Linked DNA regions of Sus scrofa: all the other regions are linked to region 2. A link is a contact called in public HiChIP or PLAC-seq data. All regions are on one chromosome and are shown on one strand. Each heading gives the region's core, a stretch centred on a gene start, on an enhancer-like site or on the middle of the called end of the contact. The rest is flanking DNA. Distances are from core to core; before and after follow the strand shown.

What was found. HiChIP or PLAC-seq counts read pairs in DNA pulled down with a chosen protein or histone mark.
Region 1: an H3K27ac HiChIP or PLAC-seq map of alveolar macrophages shows a contact between it and region 2. The contact joins two enhancer-like sites. A contact is called at or near these places in 1 of 5 promoter capture datasets (fetal liver), 8 of 47 Hi-C or Micro-C datasets (adipose tissue, embryonic fibroblasts, epiblast stem cells and 5 more) and 1 of 2 datasets of contacts at active chromatin or transcription factors (alveolar macrophages).
Region 3: a contact with region 2 is called in an H3K27ac HiChIP or PLAC-seq map of alveolar macrophages. The contact joins two enhancer-like sites. A contact is called at or near these places in 4 of 47 Hi-C or Micro-C datasets (embryonic fibroblasts, epiblast stem cells and undifferentiated spermatogonia) and 1 of 2 datasets of contacts at active chromatin or transcription factors (alveolar macrophages).
Region 4: an H3K27ac HiChIP or PLAC-seq map of alveolar macrophages shows a contact between it and region 2. The contact joins two enhancer-like sites. A contact is called at or near these places in 1 of 5 promoter capture datasets (fetal skeletal muscle), 10 of 47 Hi-C or Micro-C datasets (blood, embryonic fibroblasts, liver and 6 more) and 2 of 2 datasets of contacts at active chromatin or transcription factors (alveolar macrophages and skeletal muscle).

Annotation. Positions count from the first base shown.
Region 1 is chr1:261,452,653-261,457,716 of Sscrofa11.1, forward strand. No RefSeq gene overlaps it. Among named protein-coding and RNA genes, the nearest start is that of STOM, 47 kb to the left of the region's middle. Within about 2 kb of position 2,474, at least 1 of the 83 cell types and tissues checked has an H3K27ac peak or open chromatin away from gene starts, as enhancers often do. A contact at or near this core is called in alveolar macrophages, where this site is marked.
Region 2 is chr1:261,260,899-261,266,155 of Sscrofa11.1, forward strand. No RefSeq gene overlaps it. Among named protein-coding and RNA genes, the nearest start is that of RAB14, 17 kb to the left of the region's middle. Within about 2 kb of position 3,988, at least 10 of the 83 cell types and tissues checked have an H3K27ac peak or open chromatin away from gene starts, as enhancers often do. A contact at or near this core is called in alveolar macrophages, where this site is marked.
Region 3 is chr1:261,517,100-261,522,428 of Sscrofa11.1, forward strand. It overlaps GGTA1P (glycoprotein, alpha-galactosyltransferase 1 pseudogene), which reads right to left. Exons shown (of 8, transcript NM_213810.3): 7 at 1,966-2,103. Among named protein-coding and RNA genes, the nearest start is that of GGTA1P, 68 kb to the right of the region's middle. Within about 2 kb of position 2,967, at least 25 of the 83 cell types and tissues checked have an H3K27ac peak or open chromatin away from gene starts, as enhancers often do. A contact at or near this core is called in alveolar macrophages, where this site is marked.
Region 4 is chr1:261,423,765-261,429,119 of Sscrofa11.1, forward strand. It overlaps the pseudogene LOC110259667. Among named protein-coding and RNA genes, the nearest start is that of STOM, 19 kb to the left of the region's middle. Within about 2 kb of position 3,152, at least 4 of the 83 cell types and tissues checked have an H3K27ac peak or open chromatin away from gene starts, as enhancers often do. A contact at or near this core is called in alveolar macrophages, where this site is marked.

The DNA.
Region 1 (5,064 bases), core at 1,224-3,723, 190 kb after region 2:
TTAGTTACAAGGAACACCTCTCCACTGAGTTCCAATGGAGGCAGAATTGAGAACCTGAAATTTCACCCTTCAATTGACAGTAACAGGGAGGTGCCAACCTATTTCCCAGCTGGAGCAGTATTAGGGGATGCCTGTGAAAATACAAGATTTAAATAAGAACCAGAGTCTCATAATACCCAAAATGTTCAGGTTTCAATAAAAAAAAATGGTTGTCATACCAAGAATTAGGGGAGTTCCCGTCGTGGCGCAGTGGTTAACGAATCCGACTAGGAACCATGAGGTTGCGGGTTCGGTCCCTGGCCTTGCTCAGTGGGTTAACGATCCGGCGTTGCCGTGAGCTGTGGTGTAGGTTGCAGATGCGGCTCGGATCCCACGTTGCTGTGGCTCTGGCGTAGGCCGGTGGCTACAGCTCGGATTGGACCCCTAGCCTGGGAACCTCCATATGCCGCGGAAGCGGCCCAAGAAATAGCAACAACAACAACAACAACAACAACAAAGAATTAGGAATACAACTCGAATGAGAAAGGACAATAAGAAGATGCCTTGATAACACAGATATTGGTAATGTCTGACAAAGACTTTAAAGCAGTCATTGTAAAAATGCCTCAATGGGCAATTACAAACACTTGAAACATGAAAAGTAGAAAGTCACAGCAAAGAAGTAGTAAGTCAAAGATACAGAAAATCAAGGATATAGAAGATAAAAGAAGAACCAAATATAAAGTTTAGAGCTTAAACATACAATTCCTGAAATAAAAACTAAATGGATAATCTTAACAGTAGAATGGAGAGGATGGAGGAAAAATTCAGTGAACCTGAAGGTAGAATAATAGGAATCACTCAAACTGAACCACAGAGAGGAATATACAAACAAACAAAAACCCACAGCATCTCAGAACATGTAGGACTGTAATGAAAGATCTAATCTTCATATAATTGGAGTCCCAGAGGGGAAGAAAGAGGATGGGGCTAGAAATTACTTTTAAAATGGCTGAACATTCCCTAAAATTTGGTAAAAGATACGAACGTACAGATTCAATAAACTGGGTGAATCCCAAATGGGATGAACCTAACTGTCAATCAAAATATCCCTTGGCTTCTTGGCTGTTGCACTGCAGTGAACATTGGGGTGTATGTAGCTTTTCAAATTATGATTTTCTTTGGATATATGCCCAGGAGTGGGATTTTAGGATCATATAGTAGCTCTATTTTTAGTTTTTTAAGGAACCTCCATACTGTTCTCCATAGTGGCTCTATCAACCTACATTCCTATCAACAGTATAGAAGGGTTCCCTTTTCTCCACACCCTCTCTGGCACTTATTACTTGTAGACTTTTTGATGAAGGCCGTTCTGACAGGTATGAGGTGATGCTTCATTATAGTTTTGATGCGCATTTCTTTAAGATTATGAGCATCTTTTCATGTACCTTTTGGCTATCTGTATGTCTTCTTTGGAGAAATGTCTATTTAGATCTTCTGCCCATTTTTTGATTGGGTTGTTTGTTCACTGAAGCACTATTTATGATAGCCAAGACATGGAAGCAACCTAAATGTCCATCGACAGATTAATGGATAAAGAAGATGTGCTATATTTATATAGTAGAATATTTACTCAGCCATAAGAAAGAATGAAATAATGCCATTTGAAGCAACATGGGTGGACCTAGAGACAAATATATGAAATATCACATGCTATTTTTTATAAATGGAATCTTTAAAAAATTATACAAATGAATTTATATACAAAAAAAGAAATATACCTACAGACATGGGAAACAAACTTATGATTACCAAAGAGAAATGGGGGAGGGATAAATTAGGAGTTTGGGATTAACATATATCCACTACTGTATATGAAATAGATAACCAGCAAGGACCTATTATAGCACAGGGTACTATACTCAATATTTTGTAATAACCTACAAGGGAAACGAATCTGAAAAAGAATATGTATTTATATTCTCATATATATATATGTATATGTGTGAGTGTGTGTGTGTGTATTTACATGGCATTGTAAAGCAACTCTACTTCAGTAAGAACAATTTTTAAAGTGTCCCTCGGTAGGTGAATGCCTCAGCAAACTTTCGTACATCCCTTCATGGAATACTACACAGCAAGAAAATGAATGACCTATTACTGTGGGCAACAACCTAGCTGAATCTCAAAGCATTATGCTGAGTGAAAAAAGCTCATCTCAATACATCATATACTATATGATTTCACTTAAAAAACATTTTCGAAGAGGCAAAATTATAGAGATAAAAATAGATTAGTGGTACTAAGGGTTGGGGAGAGTCAGGGAGAAGAGTTGGGTGTGGGTATAAATGGTAGCTCAGAGATCCTTGTGATGGAATAGTTTTGTATCTTAACTGCTGTGATTGCATGAATTGACACATGAGATAAAATGTCATATAGTTATACACATACAGTGTCCCAACATTGATTTCCTATTTTGTTATTACATGATGATTATGTAAGATGTAACATAGGGAGAAATTGGGTAAAAGATACATGTGACTTCTTTGTACTAACTTTGCAACTTCCTGTGAATCTATAATTATTTTAAAATCAAATACTAAAGAATAGCTTTTTTTTTTGTCTTTTGAGGGCTGCACCTGGGACATATGGAAGTTCCCAGGCTAGGGTTGAATTGGAGGTGCACCTGCACCACAGCCACAGCAATGCCAGATCTGAGCCACATCTTCAACTTACACCACAGCTCACAGCAATGCTGGATCCTTAACCCACTGAGTGAAGCCAGGGATTGAATCTACATCCTCATGGATCCTAGTCAGGTTTGTTACTACTGAGCCACGATGGGAAGCCTTAAAAAATAACTTTAAAAATGGATCCCTGGAGTTCCCTTTGTGGCTCAGTGGTAACAAATCTGACTAGGATCCATGAGGACGCAGTTTCGATCCCTGGCCTGCTCAGTGGGTTAAGGATCCAGCATTGCCGTGAACTGTGGTGTAGGTCGCAAACCCAGCTCAGATCTGGCGTTGCTGTGGTTGTGGTGTAGGCTAGCGGCTACAGCTCCGATTCAACTCCTAGTCTGGGAAATTGTGTATGCCGTGAGTGTGACCCTAAAAAAAGAAGAAGAAAAATTATCCCTTTTTTCAGCTGAGGCTGAAAAAGAAAGAATAAATTAAAATAAAATGTATCTAAAATAGCCACCCACAACACTCTCTTTCCTCTTACCTTGCTTTATTTATTTCTTCTTTGTGTTATTACAAAAATACAGTGCTCCTGACATAACATTAAATATTTCTTTGCTTATTGCCCATCTTCTCCACCTAGAATGTAAAACTTCATAACAGTAGTCATTTTGGTTTATTACTGTTTTCCCAGCACTTAGAACACAGCCTAGCACCAGGAAGGTGCTCAATAAATATTTGCTGAATGTTGAAAAATGGAAAAAATAATAGATTTGATTTGTTCCCCAAAGGGAAAGTAATTTTTTATTAATTTAGGAAATATTATTTATTTCTATTTTTGGGGCAAAACTCAGCATTTAATTTAATTTATTTAATCTGTTATTCTTTTTGGCTGCGCCTATGACATGTGGAAGTTCCTGGGCCAGGGATCAAACCCTCACCACAGCAGCAACCTGAACTGCTGCAGTGACAACGCCAGATCCTTAACCCACTGAGCTACAAGAGAAACCCCAAACTCAGCATTTTAGATGAACTCTGCCAATCATTAAAGAGAATGACTCATCAGTCTTCTTATTTACCGAAAATGATGTTTAATCAATGCCAGGGATAAAGCAAATGCACTCAATATTAGCATTTTCCATTTGATATTCATTCTCCACTAGAATAAAAAAGAGAAAAAGTCTTTTTGGAAAGTAGAAAACAACTTTCTTGCCATCTTCTAGTAAGAGATTAATTTATGGAATCTTGGCCATCAATCCAAATATGTAATTCTAGAATGCTCAACCTTAGGAAGAAGGCAGACTTGAATCAAAGAATCCACCTATTCTGCTTGAAGTACCTGCAGATTCTCTCTTGGGAGGGATCCATTTTAGATTAGGTGCAAAGTGTGTGTGATATTCTTTTTGTATTCCTTTATCAAAGTCTACCCTGATTGTGTAAAGGAAATTCAGTAAAACTTGTTCTATTTCACTTGGGCCTCTGTGACAATAAAAAGAGGTACTAAAGAAGATATCAGTATGCATTGGGATGTATTCTGCCCCCAAAGTTGGTTTACATATGTATATATTTTTTTTCCTGACAAAGTATCAAGACTGATAATTAATTCAAAGCCTATAGGACCAGTAACCTAAAAATATATGAACTCTTTCAGAGATATATCCTTGTAAACAGTGATTAAAAAGCTAACAACAAGGTCGTACTGTATAGCACAGGGACCTATATTCAATATCCAGTGATAAGCCATAATGTAAAAGAATATGAAAAATAACATATATATATGTATAACTGAGTCACTTTTCTGTACAGAAGAAATTAACACAGCATTGTAAATCAACTACACTTCAATAAAATTTATTTATTTATTTTGTCTTTTATCTTTTTAGGGCCAAACCTGTGGCATATGGAGGTTCCGGGCTAGGGGTCTAATTGAAGCTGTTGCTGCCGGCCTACACCACAGCTCACAGCAACGCCAGATCCTTAACCCACTGAGTGAGGCCAGGGATCGAACCCACAACCTCATGGTTCCTAGTCGGATTCGTTTCCACTTCGCCATGACGGGAACTCCCAATAAAAAATTTTTTAATCTAAATTAAAGGCATTAAGCTCTAAAATGGAATATTTGGCTTCAACCAGTGCATTGAGCTTGTGTTGAAGGTGTTAGGCAAGATTTCCGTTTACGAGCATAAAGTGGTTTTCACTGGACATCACCTAAGAACAGGTCTTGCTTTGGGTTTACGTATTGGAGTAAAATGGAGGTCTCTGACATGTACTTTTTAAACCCCTTTTTAATGAGCAAGATGCTTTAGATTTTGTACCTTCCAATATGGTGGCCCCCAGCAACAAGTGACTGGTTGAAAACTTGAAATGTTGCTTGTCCATACAGTGGACTTTGAAGACTCAGTATGAA
Region 2 (5,257 bases), core at 2,738-5,237:
GGGTCACAACAGGAACTCCCACCCTGAGCTTAGAGAAACCAAATCTTTTATAGTGTGGAGTAAGCACTTCTGTTCTTTGCTCTGGAGGGAAACACTTTATCTTTGAAGGCTGTTTGCTCTCAGACATCCTTGTAAAGATAGCCTAGGAGGAACGAAGAATCAGTGCTTCTGCTCACGAGATGTACAAAAACACAAGAGACCCATGGAGAGACAAGACTGTATTATGTTATTTATATTATATTTGGTGGAAGTGGAAAGTGAGTAAATGGTTTGCTATGGAAGAAAGAATATGGTTTTGAGAATTACATTTCCAGCTTAAAAAAAATTTTTTTTGGCTTCCCCCCAAAATTTGGAGTTCCTGGGCCAGGGATCAGAACCGAGCCATGGTTGCTACCTATGCTGTAGCTGCAGCAACCTCTAATTCTTTAACCCTCTGTGCCAGGCCAGGGATCAAACCTGTGTCCCAGTACTACAGAGGTGCTGCCAATCCCTGGCCTCTCAGGGTTAAGGATCTAGCCCTGACACAAGCTGCAGCATAGGTCACAGATGTGGCATGGATCCAGTGTGGCTGTGGCTGTGGCCTGCAGTTGTGGTTCCGATTTGACCCCTAGCCTGGGAACTTCTGTATGCCACCAGTGCAGCCACAGAAAGAAAAAAAAATTTTTTTTTAATTAAGAAAAGGAATGGATAAAGAAAGGAGAAGAGCTGGGAACGTGCTCAGGAAAAAAAACAAAAAAAAAACAAAAAAAAAAACAAAAAAACCCTTCCTCACTGAAAGGGTAAAGGGAATTTTACTCTTGCATCTATGATGAACCAAGACTGAGGTTTAGAAATAATAGAGGAGACAGCTATAATAGAGTCTGCAAAAACAAGAAAGACCCAAATTGACAGGTCAGAAATTACCCAACACTGTAATTGGATTTGAGTCCCTCCCAGCCTTGACTCTTAGTAGCTGTGTGGCTTCAGATAAGTTCCTTAAGGTCTCTAATTCTTCATTTCCTTGCCTCTACCATGAGGAAATGGTAGGATCTAATTCCTCAGGTAGCTGTGAAAGAAAATGAGGTAAAGAATGAAAGCTCTTAAGGAATGCCTGATCACGAACAAGCCCTCGGGAGGCAGTAGCTGCAATTATTATTTCTGAGATCCAATCAATAGCTCCTGAAGCAGTCTCCCATATAAATTGGGAAAGAAAAAAAAAAACCCTTTATCTGCTATCATGGAATTCAGCAGAGATCCAAAGTTTTTCTGCAGAATAACAAAAATAATTGGGGAGAGAGAGGAGAAGAATGGAAAACACAACCTGCAGGCATAGCTGGTTTGAAAGACTTACTGGAATAGGGGCCAGAGCAAACTCAGCTAGGCCTCCCCCTTTCCTGTATCCACTGTGCCAGCCCAGACACACACACACACACACACACACACACAACCATAGATAAGCCATTACTCACCCAGCATCTGACATTACTAGTCCTTGTTCCCAGGAAAAGATACTATCTTTATAGATGTATTAGTTAGGACAGGCTAGGTTCTGCTGTGTAACAGATGACCCCAAATCTCAGTGATGTAAAACCACAAAGGTTTATTTATTGCTCATCCCTACGTCTTTGATGGGTCAACTACTTCTCCCTTCCACATGCTCTTTACTCCAGGATGCAGGCTGGGAGAGCTTGTTCTCCCTCTCTCTTTCTCCCTCCCTCTCTCTCTGGAACATTGCCAGATTTCATGGCAGAAGGAAAAGAGACATAAGAACAACATGCTAGGTGACACACATCACTTCTACTGACGTTTCACTGGCCACAGCAAGTGTTATGGACTCATGATGGCAGAGCTGGGGCACATCCTCCTCCTCTCGGGAGGCAAATAGAGGTAAAGGGTAGCCTCGTCTACCACCATAGACCCTCTCCCCATCCAGCCATACTCAAGTGCCAGAGGGACAGAGCCACGGAGAGCTGTTTATTAGCTGAGCCTCAGTTTTATCCTGTGTGAAATGGAGACAGTAGTACTTCTCCTGTAAACCTCACAGAGAAGGGGGAAGAACTCAAATGAGACCACGGAGATGCATGTGATTTGTAAACAAGTCCTGCACTCCCACAAGGGGGTTTCATTACTAGGAAGGGTCTAATAGGAGAGACAATGAAGCCTTTTAAAGATCATCTGGAGGGAGCTCCCATTGTAGCTCAGCGGTAATGAACACGACTAGGATCCATGAGAACGCGGGTTTGATTCCTGGCCCCGCTCAGTGGGTTAAGGATCCAGTGTTGCCGTGAGCTATGGTGTAGGTCACAGATGCGGCTCAGATCTCATGTTGCTGTGGCTGTGGTGTAGCCAGCAGCTGCATCTCCGATTCGACCTCTAGCCTGGGAACTTCCATATGCTGCAAGTGTGGCCCTTAAAAATAAATAAATAAAACAAAATAAAATAAAAATCATCTGGGTAAGGGACTCTCTGAGGCCTCTTATGTTCAGTGTTCTCTTACTGAGAAAGCTGTGGGATCCACTCAGGAGAGCTGCCGGGGGACCACACATCACAGGTAACTGGGCAGTCCCGCAACAGTGACACACTCATCAGTGACTGATAGTTGGACTTGGACTTGGGCTTCTGTCTCCTCCCTCCCACTGGAGCCCCTCAGGGTTTTTCTGCTCAGGTCTTTTTAAGAGAAAAGTCAGTAGATGCCTTTCTGATCAATCCCCCACTAAGCAGAAGAGAAAGGACAGATCCAAGATGTTAACTAACTTGCCCAACTCGGCAAGTGTATTCAGAACTGGAACTGGAAACGGGACTTTGGATTCCTAATCTATTGCTCTTCTGAGACTCAGATTCCAACACTACAGCCTATTACTAGCTTGGAGACTTGGGCATGCTTCTTAATCTCTCTGGGTCTCAGTTTCCTTATCTGTAAAGTAGGTATGGTGGTCCCACCTTTATTGGATTGTTATGAAAGTTAGAAATGCATATAAAAATCTTTCTCCACCAAAACCCCCAACCCTGCCACTCACTGGCACACCTCTGCTCTCTCTGCCAGGGGTCAGCTCCCTCCTGGAAGAAACTCCTGCAGCCTTCAATGTATATTATGGGTGCTGCTCCTGGCTTCACTGACAGGAGGGGGGTATTCCCTTCCTTGTGATGCCTCAGTGCAGGTGAGAATTTAGTTATTTTATTTTTTACTTCTACTTTTGTCTTTTTAGGGCTGCATTCACAGCACGTGGAAGTTCTCAGGCTAAGGGTGGAATCAGAGCTTCAGCCACCAGCCTACACCACAGCCACAGCAATGCAGGATCCGAGTGGCGTCTGCGATCTACACCACAGCTCGTGGCAATGCCAGATCCTTAACCCACTGAGCGAGGCCAGGGATCAAATCTGTGTCCGCATGGATGCTAGTTGGGTTCATTAACCGCCAGGATGGAACTCCCAGGATTTAATTATTTTAGAATTCCCAGAGCATAGTATCTGTGAAAAAATGAAACTTTTGAGAGCAGACAGATGTTTTAAGGAATCACTATGCTTAAAATCTTTCTCTTCTTTGTTCTTGTCCTTCAAGATATTGGAAAGAAACTGAAAGAGAAACGGGTCTATGAAGGAAGAAGCATTCTTTCCTGCCTGTATAGTTACGCTGGGTTTTATAGGTTTAATGTCTGATTTCTCTGATTCTGAGCTCAAAGGAGAAAAGTTGTGCCGTTTCTGTTGAGTTTTACTGCTTTATAGTTGGTACAAGTACATATAAGATGTAAAAACAGAAACAGAAAGTATCCTGTTTCATCAATAAATGAACATAGGCAGCTGGGCTTCTCTAAGTGCCCAATGTCTTCAAGCAGTCTCCATTTTAAGATAACAGTTGGGGTCACTGGTTTTTAAAAACTAGAGGGAAAACCTCTTCCTGTGTCCTCCAAATCCAACATCTATTCTAGCATCAAAATGAAAAAGCTGGCAAAGCAGAGCATTTCAGACCTGGTCCACAAGAGGGCGTCACAGGCCCACGCCAGGCCAGTTTCACTGTAGGAACTCCTGGCCTTGGTCCCACTTAGTAGCTCAGGGAAGTCTGGTTCAGGAGCACTTCCTCTGTTTCTTTCTTGGTTCTCTTTTGCTGACCCAGGAGGAAGTGGAGAAGCTTTAGGAGTCAGATGGACTTGGATTAAAATCCTGGCTCTGCCACCCAGGCATGCCAAAACAAATAAAGAGACAAAAACCAAAACAAAACAAAAATCCTGGCTCTTGTCATTTACTGAGACATTGGCAAATGGGTTAACATTCTGAGCTGTTGTATTATTAATAAGTGCTAAATTAATCCCAAGGCCAGAGAATTAATGAATTACAGGTTCTTGGTACAAGAAGGGACCTTTAAGATTGATCAGTAAAACAATGGTCAGCTCGCAATGGCCAGAATGGTCATGATTAAAAAGTCTACAGGAGGGAGTTACCCTCATGGCACAGCAGAAACGAATCTGACTAGGAACCATGAAGTTGTGGGTTCGATTCCTGGCCTCAGTGGGTTAAGGATCACGCGTTGCTCTGAGCTGTGGTGCAGGTTGCAGATACGGCTCGGATGTGGTGTTGCTGTGGCTGTGGCAAAGGCCGGCAGCTACAGCTCCAATTCGACCCCTGCCCTGGGAGCCTCCATATGCTGCAAGTTTGGCCCTAAAAAGCAAAAATAAATATATAAATAAATAAAATAAAATCTACAGGAGTTCCCACTGTGGTGCAGTGGTTTAAGAATCTGACTGTAGTGTCTCGGGTTGCTGCGGAGGCGTACCTTTGCTCCCCAGCCCTGTGCAGTGGGTTAAAAATCTGGTGTGGCCACAGCTTCAGCATAGTTTGCAGCTGCAGCTCAGATTCAATCACTGGCCCAGGAACTACCATATGCCTCTGGTGCAGCCATTAAAAAAAAAAGTCTACAGATAACAAATGCTGGAGAGGATGTGGGTAAAAAACAGAACCCTCCTACACTGCTGGTGGGAATGTAAGTTGGTATAGCCACGACGGAAAACAGTATAGAGGTTCCTCAAAAACCTAAGGATAGAATTACCATGTGATCCAGAAATCCCACTCCTGGACATATATCCAGACAAAACTATAATTCAAGAAGATACATGCACACACATGTTCATAGCAGCACTATTCACAATAGTCAAAACATAGAAACAACCTAAATGTCCATCAACAGATGAATGGATACAGAAGATGTGGTGTGTACATACAATGAAATACTATTTGGCCATTAAAAAAGAACAAATTAATGTCATTTGCAACAATATGGAAGGAA
Region 3 (5,329 bases), core at 1,717-4,216, 260 kb after region 2:
TTTAAGAAAAAATCTATTGTGCCCTGAAGCTTGGGAGGTGATCCTAGGGGCGAGGGAGGAAACCTTTGTGAGGTTTAACATTGTTTAGAGATTAAAGAGCTGCAGTTGGTGCTGTGCATTGTCATTTGAAAATAAACCAAACATCACACCTCCTAAAAGTCCAAATCCACTCTTGGGAGGATTTATTGCTGCTGAGTACAAACAGTCCTCTCTCGCCTCAGAGCAGAGTGCGCGGGTTTCACCAGGACATGCCAAGTACAGTTTAGTTCTCTAAAGCCGCAACAAGATGGCTAGAGCCAATGTGGAGCCGTTCTTTTTGGAAACACCAAGGTTAAATCAATCTGCGGTATGGCTGGCTGGTCTCCTCTTATACCAAAGGATTAGGTGAGCTGGGAATCTTTCCCAACTCCTAACAGAACATATTCTTCTAGTCGAAAGGTCAAAACTCCAGAGTCACCCTTCTCTATTAGAGATGCCACCCAGGCCCCTGGGATCAGTACATTCAGGGACATTAGGACTTGATTAGTACAGTGACAGTGATACCTTCTGGGCTCTAGGTTGGAGAAGGTCTTAGGAGGATGCTTAAATCCTCACTCAGATCAACCTTGACCTTCACTTCTCTTTGTACAGGCAACAGGTCAACTAACTTTCTTTTCTTTTCTTTTCTTTCTTTCTTTCTTTCTTTCTTTCTTTCTTTCTTTCTTTCTTTCTTTCTTTCTTTCTTTCTTTCTTTCTCTCTCTCTCTCTCTCTCCCTCTCCCTCTCTCTCTCTCTCTCTCTCTCTCTCTCTTTCCTTCCTTCCTTTTCTTTCTTCCTTCCTTCCTTCCTTTCTTGCTTTTTTAGGGCTGCACCCTCCCAGGCTAGGGGTCCAATCGGAGCTGTGATGTTGGCCTGCGTCAGAGCCACAGCAATGCGAGATTCGAAATGCATCTGTGACCTACCCCACAGCCCACGGCAACACCAGATCCTTAACCCACTGATCAAGGCCAGGGATTGAACCTGTGTCCTCATGGATGCTAGTCAGATTCATTAACCAATGAGCTATGATGGGAACTCCCTTCCTTCCTTCCTTTTTTTCTTTTTCTTTCTTTCTCTTTCTGATTTTTTTTTAAGTTTTGTTGAAGTATAGTTGTCTTACAATGTTGTGATAATTTTTTCTGTATAACAAAGTGATTCAGTTTCTTTGTGGCTTTCAGAAAAGGTACAGATGGAAAGGCCCATGGATGTGGGGGAGGGAAGGGGCACGGAGGTGAACAGGAAAATTGAACTTTTGCTTTTGTTTTGGAAAAAAGGGGGGGGGATTCTCTAAAAAAGAAAACTGGGTTATATTTTAAATGAACATTACAGCTACTACTTTTAAGTAAGAATGATTACAGTTTGGGGAGAAAAGTTCCAAACAAGGAAACGGGGGCTGAAACAGGAACCTATCCAACCTCTGGAAGAGGAAGTTCTGAGCAGCCTAATCTCCCCGGGCCAAACCCTCCAGGAGGAATAGGCAGAAGGCACAGAGGAGTGGTCAGCCATGCGGAGGTGGAAAACCACTCCACTTAGGACACTTCTGTCTTTGGTCCTTGGTCTGGGGTCTCGAGAGCATAGGAGAAACGACACACACACAGGCCATCTAACAGCTGCCATTTTTGGAATTTCCACAGAGGGCCGTGGAGGTCAGGGCGGAGGTGGCTGTGGGTGTACTGTCGACTCTGGGTGCAGTGGGTATAGCAGATCTTCTTCCCTGCAACCCAAGCCCCTCACCCTGAGGTGGGAAAGAGTTGACCCTCTGACTAGTTTTATTCTTAGCCTTTGGGGACCTCAGCAGAAGGGAGTCTAAAATGGCCCTGTGACACCATTCTCCTCTCCACTAATTCAGACATGACATGAACAGCCTCTGTAAACCCAGGGGCCCCTCACCCATCCTCTGATAGTGGAAGGGGAAAAACTCAAGGCCAGTTTTATTAGCAACACCTACCTTCCGACAGCAAAAACCGTCAAGCCCACGGTAATTTTCTGTTTGGCATAATAATTATCTAAGACGGCTCTGTTGTAAGTGCCTTCCCATACCACTGGAGCCTTCCATCTGGTTATGGTCACGACCTCTGGGCGTTTCCTGGTGACAAAACATAGAGTCAGGATGGCTTTGCTAAGGTATGCAGTGACAGTCTGGGGGAACATGGGTCAGTCATGGCTTGTGGTGACTGGCCTTGAATCCTGACTGTATTTTAGCCCCAGTCAGCTGGTGGTGTGACATTGCAGCATCTTCTGGGGGAGGGACAGGAGGCTCTGGCCCAGGTGCCTCTGCGGGCTGCCCTGGTGGCCCCTTTGGGGATCGTACCTGTACAACGTGTATGTACCTTCCGTCCCCCTGTTCTGCTGTCCTCGTCCTCAATCTTCCTTCCAAACCCCTTCGCCTATCTCCCCAGGCCCTTCCTAAGCTGCCAGCGACATCTTTGGGTGTTGCTTATCCCAGTGGGTGCCACCTGACCCTGAGAAAGCCCTATGGCTTGACTAGCGGGATGAGAGAGTGACATTTGAGCTGAAAGAGGAAGAAGCTGTCTCAGTTTGCCTTCTGCCAGAAAGCAATTTCTGGGTAGGAACCTGGTTATCGGACAAAAAGGGCCCCAGACTAAGGGGACCTGGTGTTGTGGTTCATTTTACGAAGAAGGAGACAGTCACCCAGAAAAGAAGGGACCCGGCGGGCTAACTGTGGCCATGGGTGACACACAGGGCTCGGGCTCAGACCTCTCTCAGATCATGTCGCCTCTTGACTAGAAGCACAAAAGCGGGAGGGGAGGGGGCATGTTCTCTGCACCCAGAACACTTGAAAGGGACTTAGCAAAGCCAACACAAACACAGGAAGCCACGGAAGAGCAACGGACAAATTGTAAAGAGTAAATGCGGGAAGTCTGGGTAGCAGCTGGGGCCCCCCAGAGGCAGGAGGGAGCTGAGAAGACTTGGCTCAAACCCCATTTGCTCTGGAAGTGGCTGCACTTCCCCGTCGGAAACAGACTGAAACGTGGTCATTTAGATTCAACCCCCAACACAACATGAGAGGGCCTGGCCCCTGCTAGCTGTGTGCTTGTATTTCAGCCACTGCAGGGAGAAGGCCAGTGGTTGGGGCAACGTCTTGGGGGTCCCATCGGGCCCCTGCTGGCTGCCTGGGTATGGCCCTGGTGAGGCTGTCTAGGAGATGTTAGCCCAGCGAGAACATACCCCCACCCTCATACGCGGGTGGAGGAAGGGTTTTCACAAACCTGCCCCTCCCCCATGGGAGAAACCATGTTTCCCTGCGAGATTGGGCAAGGCTGGGTCACCCCCACTTCTTGCTCATGCCTTCTGTCCCTCGTCACCAAGTTCTGCACCCGTATTCTGGAGGCCTCTGCCCTCCCACCCCCACCCCATGCCCTGCTTCAAGCCTGCTTCCTTCCTCCCCTAAGAGTAATTCTGCAGAGATGGAGGGGACATGGCTAGGCTGCTCAAACCCCACACCCCAGCTCTGCCTTCACACCCCAGGTATGACCGCCCCTTGGGGACACCTGCTCTTGGTTTCCACCAATCATGAAAGAAGCTGTTTTGGACTCTGTACCAACTTGTGCCAGGTACTTTCACATACACTTTCTCTCATTTAGTCCTTGCAAAAGCTTGGCCATGTAGTATGCTCAATGTACAGATATGAAAATCAAGGCTCAGGAAGGCTTGTTAACTTGACCAAGGCCAAACAGCAGATGATGGTAACTAACACACACTGGCTCCTTCCTATGGGACCAGGCACAGTGCCAAGAGCTTCACCCTTTTGTGGGGGTGGGGTTGCTATATTTTGATTCCCATTTTATCTGTGAGGAAACTGTAGCACAGAGTGGTGAAATAACTTGCCTGAGGTCACACAGCTAGTAAGGAGCCAAGCTGGGATTTGAACCCAGATAGTCTGACTGTGGTCTGTGCTCTGAACCACTACCCTCTATGGCTTCTTGGCTATTTACTTGCTGTACCAATGAACTGGAGTTAAAACCCAGGTATGTCATCATTTCCACTCATTTGAGCTACTTCAGCATTTTTATCAGGGCAGAATAAAAAAAAATGATGAGCTTTTTTTTTGTTTGTTTTGTTTTGTTTTTAGAAACTTATGTGATGCTTTTCTCACATAAAAGCCCCAGCTTTGTTGAATGACTGGATTTCAAACCAAAAAAACCACACACACACACACACACACACACACACACACACGGCTTAGGCTTATCATTCTATAACCGTTTCCCATGCACTGTCACTTCATTCATTCCTGTCCTTAGTGTAGCCTGTCAAGGATTCTTAGCAGTTCAGACCCCAGCCTATCAGTTAAGCCATGCAGCTGTGTGTGAGCTGAACATCTGGCAAGCAGGCAATATTATCTTTAAGCAAAGAAAAGGAAGAGAAAGAGAAGGAGGAAGAGGAGGAAAGGAGGTATTCTTATTTACTAGTCACAAGCACTGGGGTTAAGTACCGGACTTTTATTCTCTCATTGAATCCTTACAACCACGTTCAAGAGTGGGTGCTATCATCACCTCCATTTCACAAATAAAGAAAGTCGGGGGTGAGAGAGAAGGAAACTATGTTTTTAGCCATTCAACCAATAGGAGGGGCCACACCAGGGCATCACCTCCTCGATGCACATCTGCCAAGTCCCTGCTCCATCTGCCGGGGCCCAGGGCTAAAGACGGAGATCAGACCCATCCTACCCCTTGAGAACTTCCCATCCCTGACAGGTGGTCAGCCTGCCGCACACTCCTCAGCCGCACAACCCCTCAGACTACACCTTCTAGAAAGACCGATTCAGAACACCAGTGTCCAGTTTGGTTACTTGGCTGGGAAGATTCCTTTTAAGCAGGGGGGAGAAAAAGTAGCAATATTAAAAATTAACGTCGAATTAAAAATTAAAATGCTCTATTTCCCAGCTGTTAATTATTAAATTCCACTGGCAATTCCAACATGTCAGCAACCCTGACTAGGAAGCCATATGACAGGCTGAAAACACTGGCCGTGGGCAGGAGGAGGAGGTGGGAGGATGATTGAGATCAGCTTCCTGGATGAACCTCTGCTCAAACCCCACCCCCACCCCGGCCCACAGAAAAAGAAGAAGTAACAGCAGGCAGGCCAAGTATGTGTAAGAGCAAAAGCTGCCCAACGTCATCAAGAGAGGGCTCGAAAAGGAGGGAAAAGTCCAGGAAACACTGGAAACTGCTCAGTTTTTTAAGCCGGGCACCCACTGCGTTACTTCGGCATGTGGGGTTCCACCAGTGCAAACCAAAGACTTCCACAAAATAAAAGGGTCTCCAAAATCCAAACGCACCACCTACCTA
Region 4 (5,355 bases), core at 1,902-4,401, 160 kb after region 2:
AGAGAGGCCAGGATTGAACCCGCATCCTCATGGTTAGTAGTCAGATTCGTTTCCACTAAGCCACAACAGGAAATCCCAAAGAATTTGTTTAATTAATAGGATGTAAAAAAAAAAAAAAAAAAAATCAGGTTGTTTTAAGAGGCTTTTTTTTTTTTTTTTTTTTTTTGGTCTTTTTGCCTTTTCTGGGGCCTCTCCCCTGGCATATGGAGGTTCCCAGGCTAGGGGTCTAATCGGACCTGTAGCCACCGGCCTACGCCAGGGCCACAGCCACGCGGGATCTGAGCCACATCTGCAGCCTACACCACAGCTCACGGCAACACCAGATCCTTAACCCACTGAGCAAGGCCAGGGATCGGACCCGCAACCTCATGGTTCCTAGTCAGATTCGTTAACCACTGAGCCATGACGGGAACTCCATGGAGGTCTTTTTTTTTTTTTTTTTTTTTTTTTTTTTGGTAGGCGTGAAAGCAGTTTGGTTATCTCTTAGAGACAAGTTCTGCATGTACTTAGAAACCTAAGCTGTTCCAGCCTTTCCACAGCTTTACTTCCCTATGTGAAAAGCCTGTAAATTCTTAAGTTCTCAGTTCTTTAATGCTGTCTCTTTTGGCACTGGTAGTGGAGATGCTGGTTTTATTATTTGAGTTGTTTGAAAGGTCTTTCTTGTACCTTGGTTACTAGGTTACTACATATCTTTATTATTAGGCCTCTGTCTCGAGAGACTCAGCTGAGGAGGAAAAACAGATGAAGAAAAATATGTAATAAGCATTGTAGTAAAAAAAGTTTCTTAGAGGAACTGACATTTGACTTTATTAATTCTTTCAGCAAATTTAACTAGGTACCTGCTATGTGCCAAGTACAGCCTAGGCACTGGGGATACAGTGATTGATAATACAGGTGTGGTCCCTCCCTCCACGGAGCTTACTGTCTAGTGGTTCCAGACAGTGGATTGCAGACAACATGACCTCAGGGAAATGGTCATTACATAGAGGTCAGGCAAAATGCAGAGACTTCCCTTCATACTCCATGGTGGTAAAGTGGTATTCCATACTATGAGATTGAAAAATAGCTAATGAAGTTATCTTGTAGGTTATGTGGGACTGTGTACTCACTGAGAAGAAAGCTCTGGTGAATCAGATAGCTGCTGCCATAGACTAATTAAAAAGGGGTACAGGAGTGATTGAGCCATGATAGATGCCTTTAATGGCATGGGATAATTTAAAGCAAGCGGGTGACATACTCACATTGCAAAAGCGTTGCCTTAATGGAATGAAACTTAAAGCCTTTATGGGATAATGTTGTAAAAAATCTCTTGCAGCTTGTAGTCATATGGCTGAGGTAACTACCATATTCAGAGATTGATTCCATGATTTGGCAAATTATATTAGTACATGAGTTCACATACTTTGCTAGACATTTTGTGAATGTCAGGTTAAATTAGATTAGGGAAGAGTGGGGTCTTGACAACTGGAATAGCAGTATGTGAGAGACAACAAGGCTTAGAGAACCCCAGACTCCTGGACGTACGTAAAACAGAGTTCACAACTGTGGCACTATTAACATTTTGGAATGGATTTTTTGTTGTTGTGGGGGGCTGCCCTGTGCATTGTGAGATGTTTAGCAGCATTCTTGGCCTCTACCTACCAGACACCAGTAGCAGCCCATCCTTGAATCATGGCAGTCAAAAACGTCTCCAGGTATTGCCAAATGCCTGTCCCCAAGGTGAGGCAGGGAAGGAAATTGCCTCGGGTTTGAGAAACATTGGATAAGTGTTACCTGTTGTGCAAACCTTGCTTGAGGAAACTGTAACTTATCGAGAGAGAGAACTGAGAAGTCATCTCATGCTTTCTCTCGTTGCTTGTCTGGTAATTCAAATTTAACATTTTATTTAAATCGTTAAAAATTTTGTAAAAGTAAAACAAATAGCAATCCTAGAATCACTATCCATCATTCACTGTGAAATATACAGTTCACTTCACACTTTCTACATCTAGATATATGTACACACAGACTTAAGTAATATGGGATTGTAAATCAACTATAATAAAAAATTAAAAAAATAAAACAACATCAAGAGAGTAATATGGGAGTTCTCGCTGTGATGCAGCAAGTTAAGGATCTGATGTGGTCTCTGCAGTGGCTCAGGTCATTGTAGAGGTGCTGGGTTTGACCCCTGGCCTGGGAACTTCCATATGCTGTGGGCACAGCCAAAAAAAGTAATATGAATTATTTAATACTGCAAAATGTTTCTCAGCTGTCATGCATAATGGTGCTGAATAGTATGTTAATTAGCGAATGTCACTGGATCCTCCAACTGGAATTCAAAATGAAATAAAAAAAATGGACATCCGATGCTCTGAGAATTTAATACATAAGTATCTATTTCACACAGGCTCTCAGAACGATTTGTCAAACTAATTAATTTGTATTTTCTCTTAGCGAAGTGCTTCTGCTGTTCACATTCTTTCCATAGCAAAGTCTGTCTGACATAAGAGCACAACCCACACACCTACACAGCATTCAGGAACAGTCACCTTTTATTTAGAGGAGAAAGGAGGACAAGAGCAAGAGATGTAGAGAAGCATCTCCCTGGGGCTCAAATGAAGTTAGAGGCACAAAAGGGACATATTTAAAGTTACAGATGGTACTATGCCAGTGCTGAGTGCGGCGACTTGATAAGGATACCCATATGGTCTTTCATGAACTTATTTTCTCTATCTCTCTGATAGGTGGGGCTCTCTTAACTAGTGGGGCCCATGCGCCCAGTTCTAAGGCTGGTACTGGCTTTTATCATTCAGTGTCCACATGCTTAGATGGTCCTCCTGTTTCCCAGTTGGGTACCTGTTCCCACAGCTGTTCCATCATTCTGCCACCAGTTCCAGTTTTCTGTAGGAGTTAATACCATGAGGGAGGGGAGCTAGCACTCTAGCTCCTTTTCTTTTTTTTTAATATTTAAAATTTTTTTATTTTGAAATAATTTTGATTTACAAAAATTTGCAAAGATGGTACAGGCTTGGGTATACTCTTCCCCAAGCTTCCCTGAATGGTAATATCTTCCATAATCCAGCGGCATTTACCAAAACCAAGAAATTGCCGTGAGTGCAACACTGTGAAAACATCACCGCAGACTTTATTTGGATTTCAACAGTTTTTTCGCCAGTTCCCTTTCTCTGTTTCAGGATATTACACTGCATTCAGTAATCATGCTCCCTTGGTCTCCAAGCTGTGACAGTTTTTTCTTTGTCTTCCATGGTCTTGGCGGTTTTGAAGAGTCCTGGTCAGGTAGTTTATAGGCTGTCCTTCAATTTGAGTTTGCCTAATGTTTGGGTTTGCCATGATTACATCAGGAATATGGAGGAAGAAAGTCACAGGGATGAACTGCCTTTTTCATTGTATCCTATCAGGAGTCCATGACAGCAACACGACTTATGACTGGTGACCTTAACCCTGAGTGCTCACTTGGCTAAAGTGGTGTCTCTGGTTTCTCTAGTTACTTGTATCTTTCTTTCCATACCCTGTTTTTTGGAAGAAAGTCACCAAGCCCAGCCAGCACTCCTCTAGGGGTGGGGAATGTATTTTAAAACTGCATTCATGGAGTTCCCATTGTGGCTCAGAGGTAACAAACCTGATTAATATCCATGACGACGCGGGTTGGATCCCTGGCCCTGCTCAGTGGGTTAAGGATCCACTGTGAGCTGTGAGCTGTGGTGTTGGTGGCAGATGCAGCTCGGATCCACATTATTGTGGCTGTGGGTGTGGTGCAGGCCAGCAGCTACAGCTCTGATTCAACCCCTAGCCTGGGAACTTCCATATGCTGGGGGTAGGCCCTTAAAAAGACCAAAAGAACCCCCAAAACATATCTGTATTCTATCATTGCTTATTTAATATCCCTTCTTACTACTCCCCACCTCCCACTTCTGGAAGTCCACTTAGCTCCTGAGCCTTTGGAAGAGTCTGTGATACACATCAACTTAGTTCTTGGCTTTTCCCACTATATTCGAAGTCACTTTTTCTGCATTCCAGTGTCCACAGTTTTATTGCTGTTGTCTCCTTTTCTCTTCTTTCTGGATTTATGAGTTTATGGGTTTTAAAAATATACCTTTACTGTGGTTTTAGTGGAATTTCAGAGGAAGTGAAATTGAATTATTATGTTGAACTTGCCATCTTTATCTGGAAGCCTTGGGGAAAACATTTCTTAATTATTAAAACTGACATTTAATCTGCATTATTTGCCATTTCTTTTTTTGTCATAATTCTACCATTGATATAATCTGTGGAATCATTGAATGCCTTTGTTTTTGGTACTATTGCTATGTTTCATAAAACATTGTGATCAGTCAAAAAACGCAATTCACAGCTAGAGAAATTAGGCTTCTAGTATTGGTTGATGTTATTGGCAGTGGTTATCAAAGGTAAATTAGAGTTAACTGCTGTAAGTGAGGTTTACACAGAGTCTAGAATCTTCCTTTTACATGCCCAGTTATTAAGTTTCAAAAAATAAAGCAGGCTAGGATACCTCAGGAATCAAAATTTGAGTCACTTGTCCAGGAAAAGATCTTTAACTGACTTACACTGGGCAAAGGCAACCATAGCTTAAGTGAGTAGAGGAGGGGAGTTAAAATGTCCGCTGTGGGGGTAGTTCCCTTCGTGGCACAGTGGAAACGAATCTGACTAGGGTCCATAAGGATGTGGGTTCAATCCCTGGCCTCACTTAGTGGGTCGGGGATCCAGCATTGCTATGAGCTGTGGTGTAGGTTGCAGACGCTGCTCTGATCCCACAATTGTTGTGGTTGTGGTGTAGGCCGGCAGCTGCAGCTCCTATTCGACCCCTAGCCTGGAAACTTCCATATGCCATGGGTGTGGCCCTAAAAAGGAAGAAAAAAAAATTCCACTATGGCTTCTTGGCCATTTGTGTAAATGAGGACTGTAGCCTTCTGTATATGTGCTCTCTTTCTCTTTCCTTTCCTTATCTCTCATCGTTCTTCTTCTTTTTAAAAAGGCATTTAAAGAGCAGCTTTAGGTGTAATGAAATAGGAAAGTACAGAGATTTCCCACATACAGGCATATCTTGTTTTATTGTGCTTTGTCAATACTGTTTTTTACAAATTGAAGGTCTGTGGCAACCCTTCATTGAGCAAGTCGATTGGTGTCATTTTTTTCCAACAGCATTTGCTCATCTCTTGTCTCTGTGTCGATTTTTGTAATTACGCAGTATTTCAAGCTTTTTTTTAAAATTATTATTACATTTGTTATGGTGATTTATGATCAGTGATCCTTGATGTTAGTATTGCAGTTATTTTGGGGAGTCACGAGCCATGCTCATATAAGATGGTAGGCTTAACCGATAAATGTTCCCTG